Linked DNA regions of Macaca mulatta: region 1 is linked to region 2. The links are chromatin contacts, called in public Hi-C maps. All regions are on one chromosome and are shown on one strand. The core of a region is the stretch at or near the end of the contact, and the rest is flanking DNA. Distances in the headings are between cores, read along the strand shown. Region 1 holds the start of H2BC10 (H2B clustered histone 10). Region 2 holds the start of H2BC12 (H2B clustered histone 12).

Region 1 (6,747 bases), core at 2,697-5,196, 680 kb after region 2:
TATTTATAGCAGTGTGAGAGTGGACTAATGCAACATTTATTTAATATAAATTTCACATGACATGGGAGCCTTCATAAGGAAATGAAAACCTAGAGAAGGGGTAAACCTGAGTATTTTTACACTAGGTTTGATGAAGAGTGGAGAGTCATGCAGAAATATAATAGGACAAAAAGAAGACTGTGAGCTAAGGTTGAAACAGAAACCTAGCAAGGTCTTTTTGTTCAGATTTCTCTCAGACTCTGCAGGACTCATACGAGGGTCCTATGACCTACTTCAGGGGAGAAGAGTTGGGAAAAGTCAGAGAGACCTTACTGCCGATGATGCTTCTCAAATTCTTTCACCTTAAAATATTCAGTATGTTAAGGGGCCATATTTTGGGATAGTATGTTCTGAATGCCATCAAGATATACACTGCTGAGGGTAGTTGGGAGATAGTAACTTCTTGGTTCTTTTCAGAAATTATTTACTGCAGGAGTGACAAATACAGTGGTAGCAGCTACTCAAATCAGAGCCTAAAAATGATGTTACTTCTTTAGTGGTGAGGTGGTGTTCTTCAGCTTTTCAGGCCAGGAATTTACACCAATCAGTTTCCTTTGAAGTGACCTATGTCTCAAGGATACAATGGATTCAGGAAAGTGTGGCCCTCATCAGCCAGCCAATTTCCTACATTCCAATTAAAGAACATACTTATCAAGGTGCAGAAGTTCATCTAAAAACATGGCTGTGATTTGGAGGTATATGAGGGAAACCTAGTCAACAAATGGATGCAAAATAAATGTAGCAAGGTTAGCAAAGTTAATAGGAAACTTGGGAAGAAAAAAGGAGTAAAAAAGTACTAAGCAATTCTTACGTGAATTTCTAGGTTTCCTTCCTTACAACTCAACACATCTGACCATTAAATGAGGCACCCCTAGTTCTACTGAGGGCATGAGACAGTCCCTGGAAAATATGACACATGTTGCTTGAATTGGCAAGCAACGATAGGGAAATCAAACAGCCACAGGCGGTAGGATGTCTTCAAAATGCTTCAGAGGAAAGCAATGGCTTTAAAGAGGGGATTGAACTGTTCAAAGAGTATTATTTACACTGCCAGACAAAGAAGCCCTTTTCACATCAAACGCTAATTATTCCAGGCCTCAGGACTCTTGGCTTTAATTGTGGGCAGGATGAAAGGCACCTTCTCTATCATTTCAACCAGAGGCTTTAGCCACAGTTAATATTTAGGGGGTCATCCTCTGTGCAGACACGGTCCTAAGTGCTTTAGCTGTGTCCTTTTATTTGTTACTCCAGCAGTGTCATGCAGTAGTTACTAATTATTATTCCTGTTTGGAATAAACAGGTAAGGAAGTGCTTACAGAGGAATTAGATAAATTGCCCAAACTTAGGATTGAAACAGGCAATCAGGACTATCACTTCCTGAGTGATGTCCCCCTTAATCCATGCTTGAATATTTCACGAATATATAATTTAATTGAAATTAGCTTTGGAGAGCAAGAAATGAATGCCTTAGTTATATATGGAGCTTAGAGAATTTTTTTTCACAAATTCCATTACAAATTTACTTTGAGACCAGCCTGGGCAACACAGTGGGACCCTGGCTCTACAAAAATCATAAAAACAAAATAATAAAAATTAAGCGGGTGTGATGGTGCGTGCCTGTAGTGCCAGCTCCTTGGGAGACAGGTGGGAACACTAGCCAGGGAGGTTGAATGCAGTGAGCATGTGGTTGTGTCACTACACTTCAGTCTGGATGACAAAGTGAGACCCTGTCTCAAAACAAAAAATTAAAAACAAATTTTGGTCACTTAATGTTCACAGTAAGCTGCTATGTGGGTAATAAATAGAAAATAATGACATGTAGGTAATAAATAGAAAATAAGATTTTTAGAGCTCACATTTACACTGACAATGCCCAAGGTTTCCCCTCCAGAATATAGTGCTCAGAAAAGTTAAACTTGCTGCCAGGTGATCTTTAGGGCCCAAAGGTCACCATTAATATTATTTTATTTTTAAAAGAAACTTTTCCTGGTGTAAGGACTTTGCTGTGCGACAAAGAATATGTGTATCTCCTGACGAGTTTTCTTTTATTGATTGAGCCTAAATTTCCTGACTTCTGTGACAGCAACTAGGCTTCTGCTTGGGATGTTCTCTAACGAATAGTGGGAAGTAATCCTTACAATCAGATAGAGTAGCTTCAAATCTCAGTTTTATTTATGTGTAAGGGGCTAGTTAACCTAAATTCTTGAAGTCATCCACCTGTAAAAGAGGATATTCCATTTCACAGCTGACTGTAGGAAAAAAAAAAAAATCAATGAATGAATGCATTCTAAGGACTACCACACAAATGTTAATTCCTTGTAACCCTCCTCTCTTAAAATGAAATTTCAGGAAAGGAAGTAGCTGTGGACAAAGTCGTTCCAGGACACGGAGGAGGTGGCTGAGGGAGAACACAGTCCTTGGAGCCTTAAAAAGGCTTACAGATAAAGCATATGAATGTAGCACCGGGAATTTTCATTTCTTTGCTCCAACTTCAGGCTATCCTGTTGCCTGTTCTTTCTCTTAAACCTCAATATGTTCAGCTAGGAAGATGGTAGAGTTCCTGATCTTGCCAAGAGGTAATATATATAGCTACGTGAAGTAATCCATTAATTATAAACTCAGTAAAATTTGTAAAGAAATTAGTAGAGTTGGAAGGGGGATAATGAGAACGTCTGGTAGCGATCTGCCATGGTTTAGAAATGCAACCAACAGAGGTGATTTCCTCCGTCAAATGCCGCTCCAATCATTTACAAGTTAACAACGAACTACAAGACGAATTTCGCTTTCTCAGAGCTTATTTTAGATTTAATACTACCCCAAACTTGATTTCCACCCGGCTACTCCAAGTCAAGGGCAATAGGATGTTAAAGTGAAACTAAAAGCGAAAACATAGCTTTAAGGTGGTGGTGTGCGGGAAGAAAAGTGGGGATCAACCTAGAACACGATTTTTCCTTAGCTGCTGAGTGAAATGTCTCATATTAAGCTGCATACGCACTTACTCCTTGGTGACGCTTACAATCTATAGGGGAAAAAACAACGAACCTGGACTTTTTGAGGGCAGTCTCGCTCTTATACCCCAGGTTTGAGTACAACGGCTCGATCTCGGCTCACTGCAACCTCCGCCTCCCGGGCTCAAACGATTCTTCTGACTGCCTCCCAAGTAGCTGGGATTAAGTCTGCCACCATTCCCGGCTAATTTTTGTATATTTTAGTAGAAACGGGGTTTCACCATGTTGGCTAGGCTGGTCTCGAACTCCTGACCTCATGTGATCCGCCCTCCTCGGCCTCCAAAAGTGCTGGGATTACAGGCGTGAGCCACTGCGCGCGGCCGAACTTGGACGTTTTAGTAAACCCTTACTATCCCATGTGTTGCTTAGCCATTTTACCTTGCCAACTCTGGAAAATTACAGATCTTTAAACGACAACATGGGTGGCTCTTAAAAGAGCCTTTGGGTCGTTGGCGCTTTTACTCAGGTAACTATTTATTTGGAGCTGGTGTACTTGGTGACAGCCTTGGTGCCCTCCGACACCGCGTGTTTGGCCAGCTCCCCGGGGAGCAGCAGGCGCACGGCCGTTTGTATCTCCCTGGAAGTGATAGTCGAGCGCTTGTTGTAATGCGCCAGGCGGGAAGCCTCGCCTGCGATACGCTCAAAAATGTCGTTGACGAAGGAGTTCATGATACCCATAGCCTTGGACGAGATGCCGGTGTCGGGGTGGACCTGCTTCAGCACCTTGTACACGTACACGGAATAGCTCTCCTTACGGCTGCGCTTGCGCTTCTTGCCGTCCTTCTTCTGTGCCTTGGTCACCGCCTTCTTCGAGCCCTTCTTCGGGGCAGGGGCTGACTTAGCTGGTTCTGGCATGTTCGCAGCCGAAGTGACACCGTCAAACGACCACAGGGAAATGCTGGCGAGCCCAAACGCCCTCGTTATTTATTCCGTGTATATGCAAATGAGGCTTGCTGAGTTTCGGTTTCTGATTGGTTCTTTTAATGTCTGAACATACGATAGGCCATTTCTAAATTCCTAAATCTCATTGGCTCTCCCAGAAGCTCAACCTCATAATTTGACCTTTCAACTATAATTATGTAAGTCAGAAGTTTTTTTTTTTTTTTTTTTTTTAACTTTTTTTAAACATCTGCTTTTCGATTGGCTGAAATCTTTGTTCAGGAGATAGCACAGGCCACTTTACCGAATATAGATTATAGTAGTTTAGCTGGTTGCGTTTTACTAGAACCAGTCACTTTCCTTCTTCTAAACAATTATTTAAATACTTCACTGCGTCTGGATGTGGAAAGCAGGGCAGCAAAGCTGGCGCCAAGGCTCAAACACACTCTTCCAGGGCTGGTCTCCAGTTTTCTGTGGGCCGAGGGCACCGCCTGCTCCGCAAGGGCAACTACGGCGAGCGGGTGGGGGCCAGCGCGCCCGTGTACCTGGCGGCGGTGCTGGAGTACCTGACCGCCAAGATCCTGGAGTTGGCGGGCAACGCGGCCCGCGACAGAAGACCTGCGTCATTCCCCGACGCCTGCAGCTGGCCATCCACCGCGAGAAGCTCAACAAGCTGCTGGGCAAAGTTACTATCGCGCAGGGCGGTGTCCTGCCCAATATTCAGGCCGTACTGTGGCCCTGTCTATACAAGTGACTGACTAGGCGAACAGGACTAATGAGAAAATGTCTAATATCGCAAGTAAGTGCTTTAATGTATTCGGGAAGAAGCAAGTTCAATAATGTTTGCAAAACTGTGTAAAGTTTACATGGACAGGGCCACTCCAGTGTTCAAGTTACCCTGCAGAAGAGGCTAGTGGGGATGGTAGCCTGGAATATCAATAGGACCCAATGAAAAGTAAATGAGAGTCGTTGGAAAACCTAGTTAGTCTGTCCTTTAAAAATTCTCAACCGAAGCAAAACACCATTTGGGACAAAATACAATTCAGTTAACATTTGTTGCTCACTGTTTTATGTAGGTGACTTCTTGGCTTGTGATTTCCCAGGTACACCACCCAGGAATCCTGCCTTGTGGTCAAAAGTTTCTAGCTAGCGGCAGTTCAAGTTACTCCGGAAAACCACAGATAAACTTCTCAAAACGTGGTCCTCCGAATCTGGCCCCACAACACATCTACTGAATGAGAATTAGCGTCTTCCAAAGTCTTAAAGTAGTCGTTTACGGACTACAGCTTGAAAAGCGCAGAATTAGAATTTTAGGAAATTAACGCTCTTGGATCGCATACTAACAGAGAAGAGAGGATTAAAAAATGAAGTGATTTGTCCAATCAGACTTTCCAGTAATTCACCAATCACATCGTTGGACTCTTCAGCCAATGGTTTTGTTGCGCGGGACTTTTAAAAATCAGCAAGGCCAATTAGAATGTTTCTGAGTATATATAAGGGCAGTCGCCACTCTGCCAAATGGCTGAGTTTTTCTTCCAGTTAATCTGAGATGGCCCGCACCAAGCAGACTGCACGCAAGTCCACCGGTGGCAAAGCACCGCGCAAGCAGCTGGCGACTAAGGCGGCTCGGAAAAGCGCGCCGGCCACCGGCGGCGTGAAGAAGCCTCACCGCTACCGTCCCGGCACCGTGGCTCTGCGCGAGATTCGCCGCTACCAGAAGTCGACTGAGCTGCTGATTCGAAAGTTGCCTTTCCAGCGCCTGGTGCGAGAAATCGCTCAGGACTTCAAGACGGATCTTCGCTTTCAGAGTTCCGCGGTGATGGCCCTTCAGGAGGCCTGCGAAGCCTATTTGGTGGGGCTCTTTGAGGACACCAACCTGTGTGCCATCCATGCTAAGCGAGTGACTATCATGCCCAAGGACATTCAGCTCGCTCGCCGCATTCGTGGGGAGAGAGCGTAGAGGTTTCTGGGTAATAATTCTCTCCAACCCAAAGGCTCTTTTAAGAGCCGCCTACTTTCACCCGAAAATAGCTGTGATTGACTAATCGAATCTTTGAAACTGAACGTTGGTGGTAGTATTTAAGTCCTCATTTGATTGGCTAAAGTTAATGGTAAGCTTGCTATATTCCCGTGCTTTCTCCCGAACATGCCAGATTGTCAACGTCCTTTTTTTTTAAACTTAAATTTAAATTTTTAATTTTTTGCTGGCTATTAGGGGTTTGGTGCTTCGATTTGGTAGTGGAAGGGGCCATCTGGGTTCATGTTATACATGGTTTGTCTCAAGCGTTAGTTGCGTTGTCTACTTATACTCATTATAGAAGGGGTTTTTTTTTCCGTAGTGTATTTGTAGTTAATCCCTTTTAAAACCTTACAGTTAATGAGCATTGGCAGTTGAGAATAGGTACAGATGTCCTTGGTTGCTGCTTTTTCTTGTCTGAAGTAAGCTATTTCTACAATCCCCCGCCCCACTTTTTTTTTTTTTTTTAAACAGTTCTTGGTCTTTTCTGTGAAATGATCCATTTTTGACCGATAGTTGATTCAATATCAGAAATTGGTGGCAGAAACCAAAGCCAGATTGGCTTCTACATTACTGGCAGCGTGGGCATTACCTGGGAACTTGTTAGAAGCTTGTTTCAATCCCCATCTAGGGCTGGAGTCAATCTGTATATACCTCAGATGATTGTCATGAACACTGATTTAGAAAGCCTAGGTTGTTGGTTTTGGTCTAATCAATAAAGGCATCCTGCCTGTGAACTGTTACAAGGAGTGAGCTTTTGCAAAATGTGTTTATTTTACAGAATGAAATATTCTATGAAATGTT
Region 2 (7,160 bases), core at 739-3,238:
ATATCTCTTCTGTGTGGTTTCTTTGTGTTGTTGTTTTTGAGATGGAGTCTCACTCTGTGAGACCTACATAGATTGAAAAAAAGTGAGAAAGGTAGCTATCAGGGAAGAGGGAATTTAAAGTGCAAAGGCCTTAAGACAGAAAATGTGTTTCGCATTTTGTAGGAATAGCCAGAAAGCCTTGAGGCTATGAAGTAAAAGCAGGCAAGTAATATCAAGTTGGGGGTTGGTGGGGAGGAAGGAAACTCATAGGGCTTCCTAGGGTAGGTAAATTAATGTGGACAAGCAATCAAAAGCAATAGCAATCCTGATCTAATAAATTTGATAATACAAATTAACTAGACAGAAAAAGCCATGTTGTATCCTGAGTTACTAAAAGAGTGCATTAATACACCTTCTCCAAAGAAATGGGGCTAAGGATTTACAAATATGGGATTCAGGAAATTCTGCATCCCATATTCTCCTCTCATCGGAATCAAATTGTAATGCAAATGAGTCACTAGACTTTCATCACCTGGGTAAAGTTGCTCTTAAGAGTTAGACCACTTAAGAATTAGGCTGACCTTTCTTGCTTTTCAAGAATACTTAGAATTGCAAAATTTGCCTTTAAAGAGTGGCGAGTATATCCCATTTTTATGGCTGTTTGACAACACTATTAATGTAATATAATTATTACACTGGAGGCCTGGCGTGGTGGCTCGCGCCTGTAATCCCAGCACTTTGGGAGGCCGACACGGGCGGATCACCTGAGGTCAGGAGTTCGAGAGCAGCCAGGCCAGCATGGTGGAACCCCGTCTCTACTAAAAACACAAAAATTAGCTGAGGATGGTGGTGCATGCCTATAATCCCAGCTACTCGGGAGGCTCAGGCAGGAGAATCGCTTGAACCTGGGAGGTGGAGGTTGCAGTGAGCCGAGATCGCACCACTGCACTCCAGCCTGGGCAACAGGGAAAGACTCCATCTCAAAAACAAACATAAACTCTGGAGTTGGTAAATAGACTTCAGGGATTTGCATATTTGATTTCACTTATTACTCCTGCTGAATAAGCTTCTCCGGTGTATCCTACAATAACTTGTGGGTTTTCATTGCCTTCCAGTGGATTAAGTTACATCAAAAAACATTGTAAAGAGTTACTCCAGCCCAACCGGGAAAGAAGCGCTTTACAATGTGATCTAATGAAACAAACATGAAGTGAAACAAACATGACCGTGTCCAGCTTTCTCTAGGACAGTGTAGCGTGGCTCTGAAAAGAGCCTTTGTTTTTCAGTTTTCACAACCTCGCTCCTTATTTGGCCTTATGGTGGCTCTCAGTCTTCTTAGGCAGCAGCACGGCCTGGATATTGGGCAAGACACCACCCTGCGCGATGGTGACTTTGCCCAGCAGCTTGTTGAGCTCTTCATCGTTGCGGATAGCCAGCTGGAGGTGACGCGGGATGATGCGGGTCTTCTTGTTGTCGCGGGCCGCATTGCCGGCCAGCTCCAGGATCTCAGCAGTCAGGTACTCCAGCACCGCAGCCAGGTACACCGGCGCGCCGGCCCCAACCCGCTCTGCATAATTGCCCTTGCGGAGTAAGCGGTGCACTCGGCCCACAGGGAACTGCAGCCCAGCCCGAGAAGAACGGGTCTTGGCCTTAGCGCGAGCTTTACCGCCTTGCTTGCCACGTCCAGACATACTGGCCACAACTTACTTAAAATACCCAGCGAAACGAAAGTGGAGAGGCAGCGCCTTTTATAAACACCACTGGGCGCGAAAAAGAAGATATGTCATTGGTTAGAGTTGCCACTTAATTTTAACCAATGGAAGTACATCTTTTGGATTTGCTGATTGGTTGATTAGGTATAACTAACCTCTGAGGTCACCCTGAATAACCACCAATCAGATACAGGACTTTAACTCTTCACCTCATTTGCATGAGAGGTTCTATATAAAAACGACTCCTGGTGCCTTGCTCCCATTACTTCCCGTTTTCTCGATCTGCTGTTAGTCCGCCTCGACTCGTAGTTCGCCCTCGACATGCCGGAGCCAGCGAAGTCCGCTCCTGCGCCCAAGAAGGGCTCGAAGAAGGCAGTGACTAAGGCCCAGAAGAAAGACGGCAAGAAGCGCAAGCGCAGCCGCAAGGAGAGCTACTCCGTGTACGTGTACAAGGTGCTGAAGCAGGTCCACCCCGACACCGGCATCTCCTCTAAGGCCATGGGAATCATGAACTCCTTCGTCAACGACATCTTTGAGCGCATTGCGGGTGAGGCTTCCCGTCTGGCGCATTACAACAAGCGCTCGACCATCACCTCCAGGGAGATCCAGACGGCCGTGCGCCTGCTGCTGCCCGGGGAGTTGGCCAAGCACGCGGTGTCGGAGGGCACCAAGGCCGTCACCAAGTACACCAGCGCTAAGTAAACCTGCCAAGTAAGCGTCTTAAAGCCCAACCCCAAAGGCTCTTTTAAGAGCCACTTAAATTGTCGCTATTAGAGCTGCAAACACGTGTTCCTAATCCAGGTTTAAATAATGGCGATGTCTTTAAAGGGGTTGTTATGATCTCATTACATTGAGTAATGTGTACAGTGCTTGTAATCGAGTACAGGCTAAAGAAGCCATATGCACTTTGTTAGTACTGAGAGTACTGAGTAGGGAATATGGCGCCTAAAAAATTAAGGATGTGCAGGAAATTTGCGTTAACAGAAAGTGCTTCCTGGCTCTTGGCGCGAAAATGGATACTTCCGTTGTGTCGAGTGCTGTGACTTCCTGTTAGAACTTGTTGAAAGCCTATTGTGTCACGTGTACTTTCCACCATTTAAAGGAGTTCTAACTTGAGTTTATATATTTGTAAATTTGGTTCCCGATGGCCTACCAGTACGTATGGCTTTCGCGCGAGCAATTACCTTGTTTAACCCCTTCTAGGCTGTACCCAGCTCTGCCTTGCTTCCCTCTCACCCCCCCCCCGTTTCCACCTCTCCAGCCCACAAGACATCGGGAAGATGCCAGACCACCAGGCAGGATAGTCTGCAAGGGTAAGGGGAGGAGCACAGCTTTTCTCATGAGTGAAGAAACGGAACATGAGATCATCGCGGAGATTCTTGAATAGTTTGCTAGTTGTTAAGGCATGTTCAGCGTCAATTGGCTCAATCAGTAATTTTTCCTTTTGACAAAACTTATAGAAAAGGAAAAGCAACTGGATCCAGAGGGGAGACAACAGACTGAGACTAGAGACAGTCCGCCCCCAAGCAAGAAGTTGGAGTAGAGGAGAAGGGAACTTCCCCAGCAGCACAGGGTCTGAGCAGAGTTGGGTGGGTTTTATTGTGTAACTGGAGGCTAGAATGGCTATGCCGGTGATAAGCAGTGTGGAACTTTTTTGGAAGAACCAAGTGAAAGAAAGGGTCCACGAATTTTAAGCTAGGTTGTTACCTGGCTAAATTTGTGATTTAGAAATGCAGGCCAGTTTCACAGGGAAATTTTCAACGTATATGTGTCTGTATATATATTTAACATATTTGGCCATGCATTGTTCTAGTCTTTGGGGATATTGCCCGCCCTTGGGCATTTGGAGATTAGCAAGGTCATATTGGAAAACTTTAAATACATGCAAAGCATATGTTCACTGTTCATCTAAGTCTTATTTATCCTATCAGCAATTTTGGGGTTACACTAATATTCTAAGAAATGTATCAACAAATAATTATATTTATTGTTTACCTATATAGAAGGCACTGATCTATATCTATACCTATATAGGAGGCAATCACTTGAAGTCAGGAATTCGAAAGCAGCATGGCTAAAATAGTGAAACCCCGTCTCTACTAACAATACAAAAATTAGCTGGGTGTGGTGGCGTGTGCCTGTAGTCCCAGCTACTGGGGAAGCTGAGGCAGGAGAATTGCTGGAACCCAGGAGGCAAAGGTTGCAGTGAGCTGAGATCACCTGACTGCACTCCAGCCTGGGCAACAGAGCAAGACTCCGTCGCAAATAAAATTTAAAAACAAACTAAGATACACTATGCCAATGAATTCTACCTTCAGGTATACCTGACTACTCTTTACAGACTAAAATTTTTACTCTGAAGTTATCTGCTGTTATTACCTTTAGACTTACAAACTATTTTTGCAAATGGACATAACATCTTGATTTTATACAATTTACTTTCAGTCCTTTTTGCTTTTTATAAAATTCTGGAAGTGCATTTGTGTTTTAATAGAAATACTGGGTGGAAGTGGCCATAACTTTCTCCTGCTTTCACCCTCACCCCTTTTCTCACTCCCTTCAAAATGATCTCATTTTATTTCTCTCCATAGCACAGATATCCCCCCCCTTCCCCCCGCAAGACGGAGTCTAGCTCTGTTGCCCAGGCTGCAGTCCAATGGTGAGATCTTGGCTCACTGCAACCCTCCCCCTCCCAGGTTCAAGCGATTCTCTTGCCTCAGTTTCCCAAATGGCTGGTATTACAGGCGCCTGCCACCACGCCTGCCTAAATTTTGTATTTTTAGTAGAGATGGGGGGTTTCAACATGTTGGCCAGGCTGGTCTCGAACTCCCGACCTCAGGCTATCTATACCGGCCTCGGCCTCCCAAAGTGCTAGGATTACAGGCGTGAGCAACCATTCCCGGTTGATAGCACAGAGTTTAACAGCTTGAAGGAATCAAAAAGTTCAGATCAATGTTATTTTACAAATAGCTAAATGGATGCAAAGCTTAATTTGCTCAGATCGTTAGAACAAGATTCCATTATGCTCTTGTTTGTTCCCATTATACCACATATCTCTTTGTCATGTATTTTCTCATTAGCCATGTGTATTAATTTGACTTAATTTGAAACAAAAATAGGGCTCTTTTATTCATTTTTATATTTCATAATCTCTCTTAGATTGTTAAAAAGTTGAATGTGCTAAATTGTCTCCTGTCTCATAAAATAATTTTTTAAAGAGTAGTTCAGTGCTTTACAATAATTGCTGTGTGATTCTGGACCACAGCAATTTAATCTAACAATTGTTACAGCCTCCTGAAGAACACTTGCACAGAATAATTGCCTGCTTCAGATTTTCCCATTCTTTGGGAAACTGAGAGTAGCTCTGGGATTGAAAAGTGGAGGTTTATTTAACTGTGGTTAGGGACTTGGCAATCATATGTTTGGTCTGTGTTGTTATCTAGTATCTGAGCCTAGAAGTTGGAAGTAAAGAGGTCAATGGACCTAAGAAAATGGCATGGCTTTCTACCTTAGATGAGCTGGAAAAACTTAGTAATTCTTCAAGTCCTTAATACAAAGGAGTAAATGTCACAACTCTATGCCCATGAAGTGTAATATATCATGTCACTGCTTTCTTGGTATTACCTGAGGTATAAGTACAGCTGGGAGAAGACCTTATCTCTGTCTTCAGGAATATACGTGAAGGAAAGGAAAAAAAAAATTTTTTTTTTGAGACAGTCTCACTGTCACTGAGGCTGGAGTGCAGTGGCACTGTGTCGGCTCAATGCAACCTCTGTCTCCTGGGTTCAAGCAATTCTCCTGCCTCAGCCTCCTGAATAGCTGGGATTACAGGCGCCCGTGACCATGCCCGGCTAGTTTTTATATTTTTAGTAGAGATGTGGTTTCACCATGTTGGCCAGGCTGGTCTTGAACTCCTGACGTCAGGTGATCCACCCACCTTGGCCTCCCAAAGTGCTGGCATGAACCGGGTGGGTGAGCCACCGTGCCCGGCCTGGGAAATTTGTTGTTCATTTGGTTTCTCCTACTTTCTCATTCTTTCTTGAACTAGGATTTTTCTGTCCTATTATAAGTGTCTGAAAACCAGTTTGTTACTCTTAAGACACTACTCAAATAGAAATATAATACGGCCAGGTGCGATGGCTCATGTCTGTAATCCCAGCACTTTGGGAGGCTGAGGTGGGTGGATCACAAGGTCAGGAGTTCAAGACCAGCCTGGCCAGTATGGTGAAACCCCGTCTCTACTAAAAATACAAAAATTAGTCGGGCATGGTTTCGACTAATGGGACGCCTGTAGTCCCAGCTGCTTGGGAGGCTGAGGCAGGAGAATGACTTGAACCTGGGAGGCAGAGGTTGCAGTGAGCCGAGATCATGCCACTGCACTAGAACCTGGGTGACAGAGCAAGACTCCATCTCAAAAAAAAAATAAAAGGGGGGGAGTGAATATAATACAAGTCATACATGTACTTCTTATCTTTCCAGTAACCATTTTTAAAAGTTAAAAAAAAATCAGGCGCAGTGGCTCATGCCTGCAATGCCAGCACTTTGGGAGGCCGAGGTGGGTGGATCACCTGAGGTCAGGAGTTCAAGACCAGCCTGGTCAACATGGTGAAACCCCGTCTCTACTTAAAATGCAAAAAATTAGCCAGGCGGGGTGGTACGCATCTGTATTCCCAGCTACTCGGGAGGCTGAGGCAGGAGAATCTCTTGAACCTGGGAGGCAGAGGTTGCAGTGAGCCGAGATGGCGCCATTGTACTCCAACCTGGGGGACAAGAGGGTCAAGACTTCGTTTCCAAAAAAAAAAAAAGTTACAATTAATTTTAATAATGTATCCTATTTGACAGAATGTATCAAAAATACAGTTTCAGCATATAGTCAATACAGAATGTATTAAATATCTTGCATTCTTTTTTCATTTCAAATCTTCAAAATCTAGTGTGTATTTTACACTTTTACAGTATATCAAAATAAATTTTCATGGGGAATTCTTCATCTGTAATTAGAATAAGAAGATTCTGATTCATGTCCCTAAGGTGTTCCAAGCATACTTGGATGTTATCTAATTGAATCCAGCACCAGTTTTTAAATGTAAACTAATTAAAATATAATTAAACACTCCCTCAGTCACATGCCACATTGTAAGTGCTCAAACTCCATGCATGGCTAGTGCTATACCATAAGACACTCAATGAGCAGAACTTGACCTAAAACCCACTAGGGCACTATGCAAAGGATTACAATTCCTTCTGGCATCACCACTTACTACAGTTTTTCCCAAGGGAGTGTTTAATCCATTGGGCTTGGAACATGAAAAATGACAGGGAAGGACATGTTACATGCTGCAGATTTCTTTAACAATAACATAACTATATAGACACAAAATGAAAACGACTTTCTCAGGTAGGCCCACAAACTGACACATGAAAATAATTCATTCCTATTGGGATAAGTGACAGGCAGGTTTTGTACCT

Evidence for each region. Hi-C and Micro-C count contacts between places; a contact is called where the count stands out from the background.
Region 1: a contact with region 2 is called in a Hi-C map of fetal cortical plate, with 3 times the contacts expected there. The contact joins the promoter of H2BC10 here to the promoter of H2BC12 in region 2. A contact is called at or near these places in 3 of 14 Hi-C or Micro-C datasets (fetal cortex germinal zone, fetal cortical plate and liver).

The regions. Positions count from the first base shown.
Region 1 is chr4:156,838,758-156,845,504 of T2T-MMU8v2.0, forward strand. H2BC10 (H2B clustered histone 10) reads right to left here and starts at 3,947. Exons shown (of 1, transcript XM_078000863.1): 1 at 949-3,947. The coding sequence starts at 3,902. The coding sequence ends at 3,522. LOC144340549 (histone H3.1) reads left to right here and starts at 4,178. Exons shown (of 2, transcript XM_078000862.1): 1 at 4,178-4,725; 2 at 5,003-6,747. The coding sequence starts at 5,476. The coding sequence ends at 5,886. It overlaps H4C8 (H4 clustered histone 8), which reads left to right. Exons shown (of 3, transcript XM_078000864.1): 3 at 1-806. It also overlaps H2AC10.
Region 2 is chr4:156,160,206-156,167,365 of T2T-MMU8v2.0, forward strand. It overlaps H2BC12 (H2B clustered histone 12), which reads left to right and starts at 1,989. Exons shown (of 2, transcript NM_001260530.1): 1 at 1,989-2,402. The coding sequence starts at 2,013. The coding sequence ends at 2,393. It overlaps H2AC12 (H2A clustered histone 12), which reads right to left and starts at 1,700. Exons shown (of 1, transcript XM_001093153.5): 1 at 1,032-1,700. The coding sequence starts at 1,670. The coding sequence ends at 1,284.